Regions from separate parts of the Mus musculus genome. Here region 2 is linked to region 1. A link is a contact called in public HiCAR-type data. All regions are on one chromosome and are shown on one strand. Each heading gives the region's core, a stretch centred on a gene start, on an enhancer-like site or on the middle of the called end of the contact. The rest is flanking DNA. Distances are from core to core; before and after follow the strand shown. Region 1 has its middle 15 kb from the start of Gm25696. Region 2 has its middle 30 kb from the start of Acad9.

Region 1 (4,498 bases), core at 1,881-4,380:
CCACAAAACTTCTGACTCAAAATTTACCCTGCCTACAAGACATACAGGGACAAGGCATGGAGCAGAAACTAAGGGAATGTTCAAGCAATAACTGGCCCAACTAGAGACCCATGGGCAAGCACCAATCCCTGACACTATTAATGTCACTAAGCACTAACACTAAGCACTGTTATGCTAGCATAACTGTCCTCTGAGAGACTCTACCTACAACCTTAGATGGAGCTTGGGGACTCTAATGGAAGAGATGGAGGAAGGACTGAGGGCCTCAAAAGGGACAGATCAACAGAATCAACTAATCTCTACCCTTGGGGGTTCTCAGAGACTGAACCACCAGCTAAAGAGCATTCAACCAAAGAGCTGGACCTAGGCTCCCCACACATATATAGCAGGTGTGCAGCTTGATCTTCATGTGGGTCCCAAAGAACTGGAGTGGGATCTATCCCTAAAGCTGTTGCTTGTCTGTGTAATTTGTTCCCCTAACTCAGTCTACTGCCTTGTCTGGCCTCAGTGGGAGAAGAAGCACCTAGCCTTGCAGAGACTTGATGTGCCAAGAGGGGAGGAGAGGGGGCGGGTGTACCCAGGAGGGCCCTCCACTCTCTCAGAGAAGGGGAGGGGGTGATGGAAAGGATTGTGGGAGGGAAGGACCAGGAGGAAAGACAGAGAATCTTCCGGTACATCTACTTAGACCCTTCTGGCTTTTAGAGTCTCCATTGAGAAGTCAGTGGTAATTCTAATAGATCTGCTTTTGTATGTTGCTTGGCTTTCTTTCCCTAGAGGCTTTTAATATTACTTCTTTTTTCTGTAAATTTAGTGTTTTGATTATTATGTAGTGATGGAACATTTTTTTTTCTGGTCCTATCTACTTGGTATTCTATATAATGCTTGTACCTTTATAGGCATCTCATTCTTGAAGTTAGGAAAAAAATTTTTCTATGATTTTTGTTGAAAATATTTTTTGGGTCTTTAGGCTGGGTTTCTTCTTCCTTTCCTCTGCTTATTTTTAGGTTTGGTCTTTTCATAGTGTCTCAGATTTCCTAGATGTTTTTATCAGGAGTTTTTTTGATTTAACATTTTCTTTGCCAAATGTTTCTTCTACTGTGTCTTCAACACCTGAGATTCTCGCTTCCATTTCTTACATTCTGTTGGTGATGCTCGCATCTGTAGTTCCTGCTCACTTGCCTAGGTTTTATATCTCCAGGATTCCCTTAGTTTGTGTTTTTTTTTTTTATTGCTTTCATTTCCATTTTCAGGTCTTGAACAGTTTTATTTGTTTCCTTCACCTGTTTGTATTTTCTTGGGTTTCCTTTAAGGAATTTACTCATTCCTTCCCAGTGTTTGTATTTTTTAGGATTTTTAAAAGGCATTTATTCATTTTCTCTTTATGGATCTCTATCATCATCATCATCATATATTTGATTTTAAACTTGTTTCCTGTGCTTCAGTTATGTTGGAATATTCACTGCCAATGGAGACGTGGCTATTGCCATGCCCCTGGCTGTTGTTGAGTGTGTTCTTATGCTAGTGTGTCAACATCTGGGTTTTTGGTGATTATAGGTCTAGATGCTGTTTTCTGGATTTGTCTTTTATGTCTGGGTATTGTGTTCCTTGGTTTCTGTTTCCTCTTTGGATTTTCAGGGAGTGTGATGGCTGCATGTTGCCTGTTTTCCTGACCTGCTCTGCTTGTATGTTCACAGGGAATGCACACCGGTGTTGGAGGCTGGGATACTAAGATGAGGTTTGGGGGTGGGGGTTAGGAGGGAGTGGTCAGTGGAATCTACAGGAAATGGGGGAAGGAGGAAGGGAGCTTCAGCTAGTGAACTGTTGCAGGGTTTGGGATTGGGTCTCGGGGAACAGAGGGAGAGGAGAAGAACTTCTGGGTCCACCCCTTGGTGTTTATCTTGCTTCTCATATTGGAAAACAGCACTGAAACAATTAGTAAAGACGTAAACAACTTGAGGCTAGGGTTGTAGTTCAGTCGGCAAAGAGCTTGCGTAGAGTGCAGGAAGTCCTGAGTCTAATCTTCAGAACCACGTGTGACTGAGCAACGTGGTGTATGCTTGTAATTGCTGCAGGAGAGTCAGAAGTTCAAGGTCAGCTACACAGTCAGTGTGAGGCCACTTTGAGCTGGCCTCAACTTATTGAGACCCTGTCTTACTCGCACATACTAAGCCCAACTATATTCAATGGTATTTTCAAATAATGTGATCCATCAAGTTTAAAAAAAAAAAAAGCCAACAACATAGGGTCTAGTAGGCTTGAAGGGAATATTCTGTTCTACTAGATCTATGGTAACCAACTAGTACCAGCCCTGTGTCTGTAGCTCTTTTTCTGCAGTATTGTTACTTAAATGCCCCACACCTTCTAAATGTCTGGAGCACTCCAGCAGATTCAGCAACTACAAAGTCTCCAGTTTCAAATACCCCAGAGGGAGTACTGGCCCTTCCCAAAAAGCAATTCCGAGTTTGTTAAGACCCTGTGATCATAGGTAATTTCGTGTTATAGTCATAGACTCTCACACAAATGTGTCACTATGAGTCCATGGTATTAGAGATGGCCCCAGAATTCTACTTTCTAAGTACGTTCTCCCATACTCTATTGCCCTTATAAGTATGAGCTTCTATGCCTGCAGTTCCCGAGGCCCTGCACTCTTTAGAAGTGTCTTTAGCGATGGAGTTCTAGATCAGAGAGTGCTACCCTACATCACTCAGCAGCCCACCCAGTCCTGACTCCACCCTTTTTAAAAATTCTTTCTATAGACCCAAAAAGGAGTACTTCCGGGAACTGGAAGTGCCAGGAAAGGAGGAGTTATAGGACTTTGCAGAGCAAATGACTGATAAAAGGGAAGGCAGAAACCTTGGGTGGGGCTGTCATCCCCACCACTACTGGTAGTGGCTAGTTTTTCCAGGGCAAAAGTCACCTGCCTTAAAGGAAAATTGTGGAAAGGGAGAGGCTGAAGAGCCTGTATCAGGAGGCCAGTGCTGCTTCTAAAACAGGTTTCTCCAGTTCTGCTTCTGAAAAGCTAGCTGGGTCTGTAGTGAGCTTTAAGGGTAGATTTCCTCCTGACTGCGCTTCTGACTCATTACAGGTCTTTCTTCTTGTTGAGCTGAATTTGTTACTCAGAGAGGTAAACCACACCCACCGAACTTGCGACTTCTCCCTGACCAGGGTGGGGGAGCTTCCTGAGACAAGAGTACACATCACACAGCACATTGTGAAATTGACTTCACCCTCAATTAAGTCTGTACTTTGACTCTATAAGTGACGCTGGTTTTGCCATATATGTCATCTGTGATGGAACTGCCTTCTGTTGTCCTTGTCATCAGTACTCAACACATTTCAGTAAGAGTTACGTGGCTAAGGCAGACTGGATCCTTTCTTTCTTTCTTTCTTTCTTTCTTTCTTTCTTTCTTTCTTTCTTTCTTTCTTTCTTCCTTCCTTCCTTCCTTCCTTCCTTCCTTCCTTCCTTCCTTTCTTTCTTTCTTCCTTCCTTTCTTCCTTCCTTCCTGCCTCTCTCTTCTTCCTTCCTTTCTTTCTTTCTTTCTTTCTTTCTTTCTTTCTTTCTTTCTTTCTTTCTTTCTTTCCTTCCTTCCTTCCTTCCTTCCTTCTCTTTTTCTTTCTTTTGTACCTCCCTAGCACAAACATCAGTTTACAGTTTACAGCAATGCAATCTCCTGTGACACCTCATGGGGAAAAAAGCAGTCTGGCTGTCCAACAGTAATATGATTCCCCGAGTCAGGTAAATGGAGTAGGCCCCACTCCCACCCCTGCACCCCATATCTGTGCTGAAAAAAAAAAAGTCACCAGCTCCCTGGCTCCTCTCCAGGCTCCTCACATCTGCACTTTCTCTTTCCCATTCTCTGCCAAGCTGGGACTGAAGGTCCTGCCCTGCTCTCCATCTACATTCTCCACCCTGTCCGCCTTGTCTCCTTCCTTATTCTATGGAACCAACGCACACCTCTCTCCTTTGTCTACCTTTTCAAACTCAGAAATAAAACAAAAGGCCTAGGCAAAGCTGTTCCATTAACATTTTACCCAGCTTCTTCTTCTTGGTCTCCACCCACAGCTTCTTCCTCTATGTCACCCTCACTTCAAAGGGAACCTGTTTCCACTTGCAGAGTTCTGGCAGACCTGCAGTGTGCACCAGAAGACAACCATTTTGTTGCAGCTGTCTTTACCTTGGTGGCCCTCCTATTGGAAAGGTTCTCTATCTCTCAATTCTAATGGATATTTCTTATCAAAATTTCCACCCATTCCCCTTGGTCCTCACCCATTTCCTCTCCACATCCACTGTGACAAAAATGGCACCTACATCTGAGTCTTCCAGCTGCTTGACATTATAACAGCTGTACTAACTCACTGGCCTGTTCCAAACGGATCACTTGGCCTCCTGAGCCACTAAGCGTTCAGACTAGATGTCTAACAGAGGCCTGGTTTGGTTTTTGTTTTTGTTTTCCCCTTATTTGGTTGCTCTAAATTGTTCTGTCTGTCATTTCACTGT
Region 2 (4,592 bases), core at 263-2,762, 370 kb after region 1:
TCCAGTGAGCCTCTCACATCCCTGGTGTCTGGGACTTTCTAGAGGTCCCCCCCCCCCCAACCCTGCCCTCTACCCCATACTGCTGCATATTTCTATTCATTCTCCTGGCCCACTGGGCTTCTCTCCTGTCTTCCCCCATACCTGATCCTGCCTGAAGGTCTCAGCATTTACCATTTTTGCTATGGATATAGATGCACTGGACTCGCGCTGTCTGTGCTTATCACAGAGTCATTAACCTGGGTCTCACATTTCTTATATTATTCTTTGGGATTTCTACATGTTCATTGGTTTGCGTTTTTTTTTTTTTTTTTTTATTAGATGTGTCCTTTCAGTTGAAGTATTTGCCGTGTTTGAGTGAGACTTTAGTGTGGTAGTATTGTGTAGTTTAGAAAATAATACCTCAGACCTGAGCTCAAAGTGCCTGGTATAAGCTCCCTGTGTAAGCTCTGTGTAGTTTTAACTGCAGAATCAACCACAGCAGTTTGATGTTACTACTATGTAATTGTCATACTATCCAGTAATCCTTCGATTTCAGTAGTTGTGGGAGAATAAACAAGTATAGAGTGGTGTGTGCTCAGATTTTACTAAGATTAGAAGTGGAAGGGGAGCAGAGTGGATCAGAATAAAGGTTAAGGATCTGAAAAGAGCTCGGTGGTTAAGAGTGTGTATTGCTTTCGGAGAGGACCATAATTCAGTTCTCAGCATGTTTGTCAAGTGGCTCACTACTAACTCCACATCCAGAAAGTATTCTCTAGCTTCCTTGGACACCTATCTATATCCTCATGCATGTACCCATAACCCATATTCACATAGTTAAAAATAAAAGAGAAAGAATAATAATTAAATATGAGATCCACTTTGAAAAAAAAAAGCAATTGAAGCAGGTAAAGTAACTAGGAGGAAAACATTGGAATACCTTTAGGGCCCACAGATAATATAGATCCTTGAAGCTGTGGAGGGTTATAATTAGGAAGTGGAGCTGGAGAGATAGCTCAGTGGCTTAGAGCACATAATATGCTTGCAGAGGACCCAAGTTCAGTTCCCAGCACTCAACATCAGGCAGCTAATAACTACCTGACACTCCAAGGAATACAATACCTCTGATCTTTACAGGCGTCTGTACCCATGTGCACAGCCACACACATAATTTATGGTCCCCAGGTATGTTGGCACACACCTTTAATCCCAGCACCTGGAATGCAGATGCAGGTGGTTTTCTGAGTCTGAGACCAACCCACCTGTCTCAGAAAATAAAAGTTAAAAAAAAAAAGAATACTTATAAAATAAATTGCTGGCACTGCTACACTGAATTGAAAGGTGAAGTTCCCTCTGGCTCCAGGATGGTTAGGGGAGAATGGAAAATGTTAGTCTATTCAGTCTCCATGTTTTTTAGAGTTCTGGTCCTGGAAGCCCAACATATGTGAAAGCTGTGGTGGTTTGAATAAGAATGCCCTCCACAGACTTGTGTCTGAATGCTTAGTCATCAGGGAGTGGCACTGTTGGAGGAAGTGTATGAAGTGTCTCACTGGGGTGGATAACTAAGTCAGCTCACTCAGTCAGCAGGGTGTCAAGGGAGGGAGTGAGGATTGAAAAAAGAAAGGACAATTAGGCAACACTATAACATGACTCCAGCCAGTGCTGAGGCAGAAACACGTTTATTTTTTTCCCGGTCTGCTTTTATACCTGTCTTAGTCATGGTTTCTATTCATTATCAAAAGCAATGCATTTTTGTCTTAGGTTGGTAAGGCTCTGTGCAGAATCTTACCTGTCTTTGACTGCCAGCCAGTTAAATTAATGACTCTGTCTGGGGATCCAGTTTTAGTTTCAAACCAAGTATTTTGGCCACCAACATGTTGATGTTGTTAAAGGCAAGTTTTATTACAATAGCAGGAATAAAAGCTTTTCCAGGACAAGAAGGGCTAACATGATCAAGCTATATATGCCATTCTTGAAGCTTGACCAAGATGGAAATACTGACCTTAAGTCATGAATAATTTTATTAGCAGTAACTGCAGCAATAAAACTCATCGGAGCAGCATTCTTTAAGTTCGTAATCTCATTATGCAAAGTTAAAATATCCAGAGAGGTGTTAGTATTATGCCAAATACCCTACAATATCTTTAAAATTTCTCCCAATTATAGTGTCTGTCATTGTAACTTTTAGAAGTAACACAAATACTTTTAGAAGTAACACAAATATTTAGCATGACACTTGAGATGGCTTCTTCTGAAACTTTGAACCTCCGCTCTAATAATTTGAATAGTATAAAGAGCATCAGTCCATTGTTCCAAATGCCTATCTAAATCCTCTTGAATACTCAGAGCACTAGGAACATTTTTTTTGCTAAATGATTAACAAAAGTAGCTGTCCTAACTTCTTGTGTCAAAGCAATTGCAAAAGCAGTGTTGCTAGCTATTAATGTAATCAAAGCTGCTATACCAACAATAATCAAGTCTACTATCCTCTTGCTTCTGATTAAAGCCTGATTCATTTCTTCCAGTATCTGTAATCTTTTTTCATAATACTAAGGTCCTGTCATACAGTCAATAAAATGTAAACTGGCTGATAGACCACTATAACAGACATGTCAGGTCTCAATACACTAACACAATTAGAAAGTGTACAATCAACATAACTTGTATTAAATACTGTAGAAGAAACAAAAGTAATTTTAACATGATCAGTTAATAAAAGATTAGGAGCCTTAACACATGCACTAACATTTGTTTGAAATTGAGATCCTGTCTTTGTTCTAAATCCAGATCCTATCCCAATTTTATCCACTGCAAATGTAACTTTATATAAGGCAGTTGTATATATTCAAATGTCCATAACCAGCCCTTCAAATGCCTACTGTCTTTTTCTTCAATAACTAGTCACAGTAAAGGAAAGAGAATGGTCATTATAACAACTTCTCTATTTGATTAGTTTTTCTGAAGGCAGTTTCCACAGTCTCTATGTTCTCTGTCCCACAAGGTCTAAAAGCTTGAGGCAAAGCAGCTTGTCCAATCTGGGATATAGGCAAGCAAAGGTGGGTCAGGAGCAGATGTCTAATACAGTTTCCCTGTCACCATTGTCAGGGCACTCAGCAAGCTCACGGTCAGCAACATTCATTGTCCCAGTGCCAGCATGTCTCACCAATTGCTCTGGCAGCTACCATGCTCCTGCAGCATCCTGAGGAAAAAAAACCAAAAACATGCCCTCTTCCCCATATTGATACCTGCCTGATTGGGACTATGCCATATGCCAGTAAGTGGATCCTTCCATTTCACCTAGGAATAAGTATGCCAAGTTGTACAGTGTCATAAACATTCAGAAGAGAGTTCCTTGGCATCCAAATTTTATTTTATTTTATTTTTTAAATTTTAAAATAAAAAGTACATGATTTAAACAAATTTGTGGTGTACAGGAATATAATTCTCCCTTTTTATTATATGAAGATATTGTTTTAAAGTTCCATAAGCCTGTTCCATGATACCTTGTCTTTGAGGATTTTAATGAATCCTAGTAATATGGGCAATATTACATTGTCAAGTACTTAACTGCAATAGGCAGTTCTATTATCTGTTTTAATCTGATTTGGAACACCTAGCATAGAGAAACAATGTAGGCAATGAGTAATTACATTTTTAGTTGATTTCCCTGTTAAAGCAGTTACAACAAGAAAGCCTGAGAAGGTGACAATAGTCACATGAACATATTTTAAATTTCCAAAATCAGAAATATGAATAAAATCCATTTGTCAGAATTTATTAGGCATGAGTCCTCGAGGATTAACACTATTATGTGATAAATAAATAGAGGATACCGAGGACAAGTCTTTACAATGTGATGTGTACATTCTCTAGAAATACCAAAATATTGTCTCAAGCTATTACTATTTTGATGATGTAAAGAATGAGGTTGTTTGGCTAATTGTTCCTGTGTAAAGCCTATAATCTGCCTGGTATGCAAATCTGCTGTGGCATTGCCCTCACTAAGGGGTCCTGGAAATCCAGTATGAGCTCTTTAATGTCCTATAAAGTAAGGAAGAATGCATTCTCTTACATTAAGTTGTATTTGCGTAAATAATTGCAAAATTTGAGAATTAGCAGTATCTAAAGAGGAATAGTTTCAAGCAATTCTAAACCATGAGCTATCAGTATACAAATTGAAAGCTTGATTTTTTAACATTTCAAAAACAGGAGCCATAGCATGTTATTCAATTATTTGTGCTGAAGCAGGGGGAAACTCTGCCACAGACCACCCCAGCAGGGTATGGGGGGGGCAGTCACTGGGATGTGGGTTCTCAAGGCCAGGTGGGTTAGAATTCGGTGGTGACAAACAGAAACAAACACAGAGACTGCTACGCTCTCTGGTCGAGTCAACTGGACAAGCCGAAAGGCTTAAAAGTCACTCATGAGGCAAAAGAGTTTCAAGGAAGCTCTCCTCCTGGAGGCTAGTGTTCTCTACCCATACATTAATTTTTCATTCCCGAGTTCCAGTACCACGGTAGTCTAGAGTATGGATCCACGTGCTCTCTTTCAGTATTTTCCTATAAGTGCTCTGACATGGCTAAAGCCTTCCACCAGTGTTCCAACAGTCCAAGGGT

What was found. HiCAR-type assays count read pairs that join an accessible place to other places.
Region 2: a HiCAR-type map of embryonic stem cells shows a contact between it and region 1, with 5 times the contacts expected there. The contact joins two enhancer-like sites. A contact is called at or near these places in 1 of 39 promoter capture datasets (frontonasal cranial neural crest), 3 of 115 datasets of contacts at active chromatin or transcription factors (all in embryonic stem cells) and 1 of 9 other capture datasets (adipose tissue).

Annotation. Positions count from the first base shown.
Region 1 is chr3:35,717,956-35,722,453 of GRCm38.p6, forward strand. No RefSeq gene overlaps it. Among named protein-coding and RNA genes, the nearest start is that of Gm25696, 15 kb to the right of the region's middle. Within about 2 kb of position 3,131, at least 134 of the 459 cell types and tissues checked have an H3K27ac peak or open chromatin away from gene starts, as enhancers often do. A contact at or near this core is called in embryonic stem cells, where this site is marked.
Region 2 is chr3:36,094,084-36,098,675 of GRCm38.p6, forward strand. No RefSeq gene overlaps it. Among named protein-coding and RNA genes, the nearest start is that of Acad9, 30 kb to the left of the region's middle. Within about 2 kb of position 1,513, at least 22 of the 459 cell types and tissues checked have an H3K27ac peak or open chromatin away from gene starts, as enhancers often do. A contact at or near this core is called in embryonic stem cells, where this site is marked.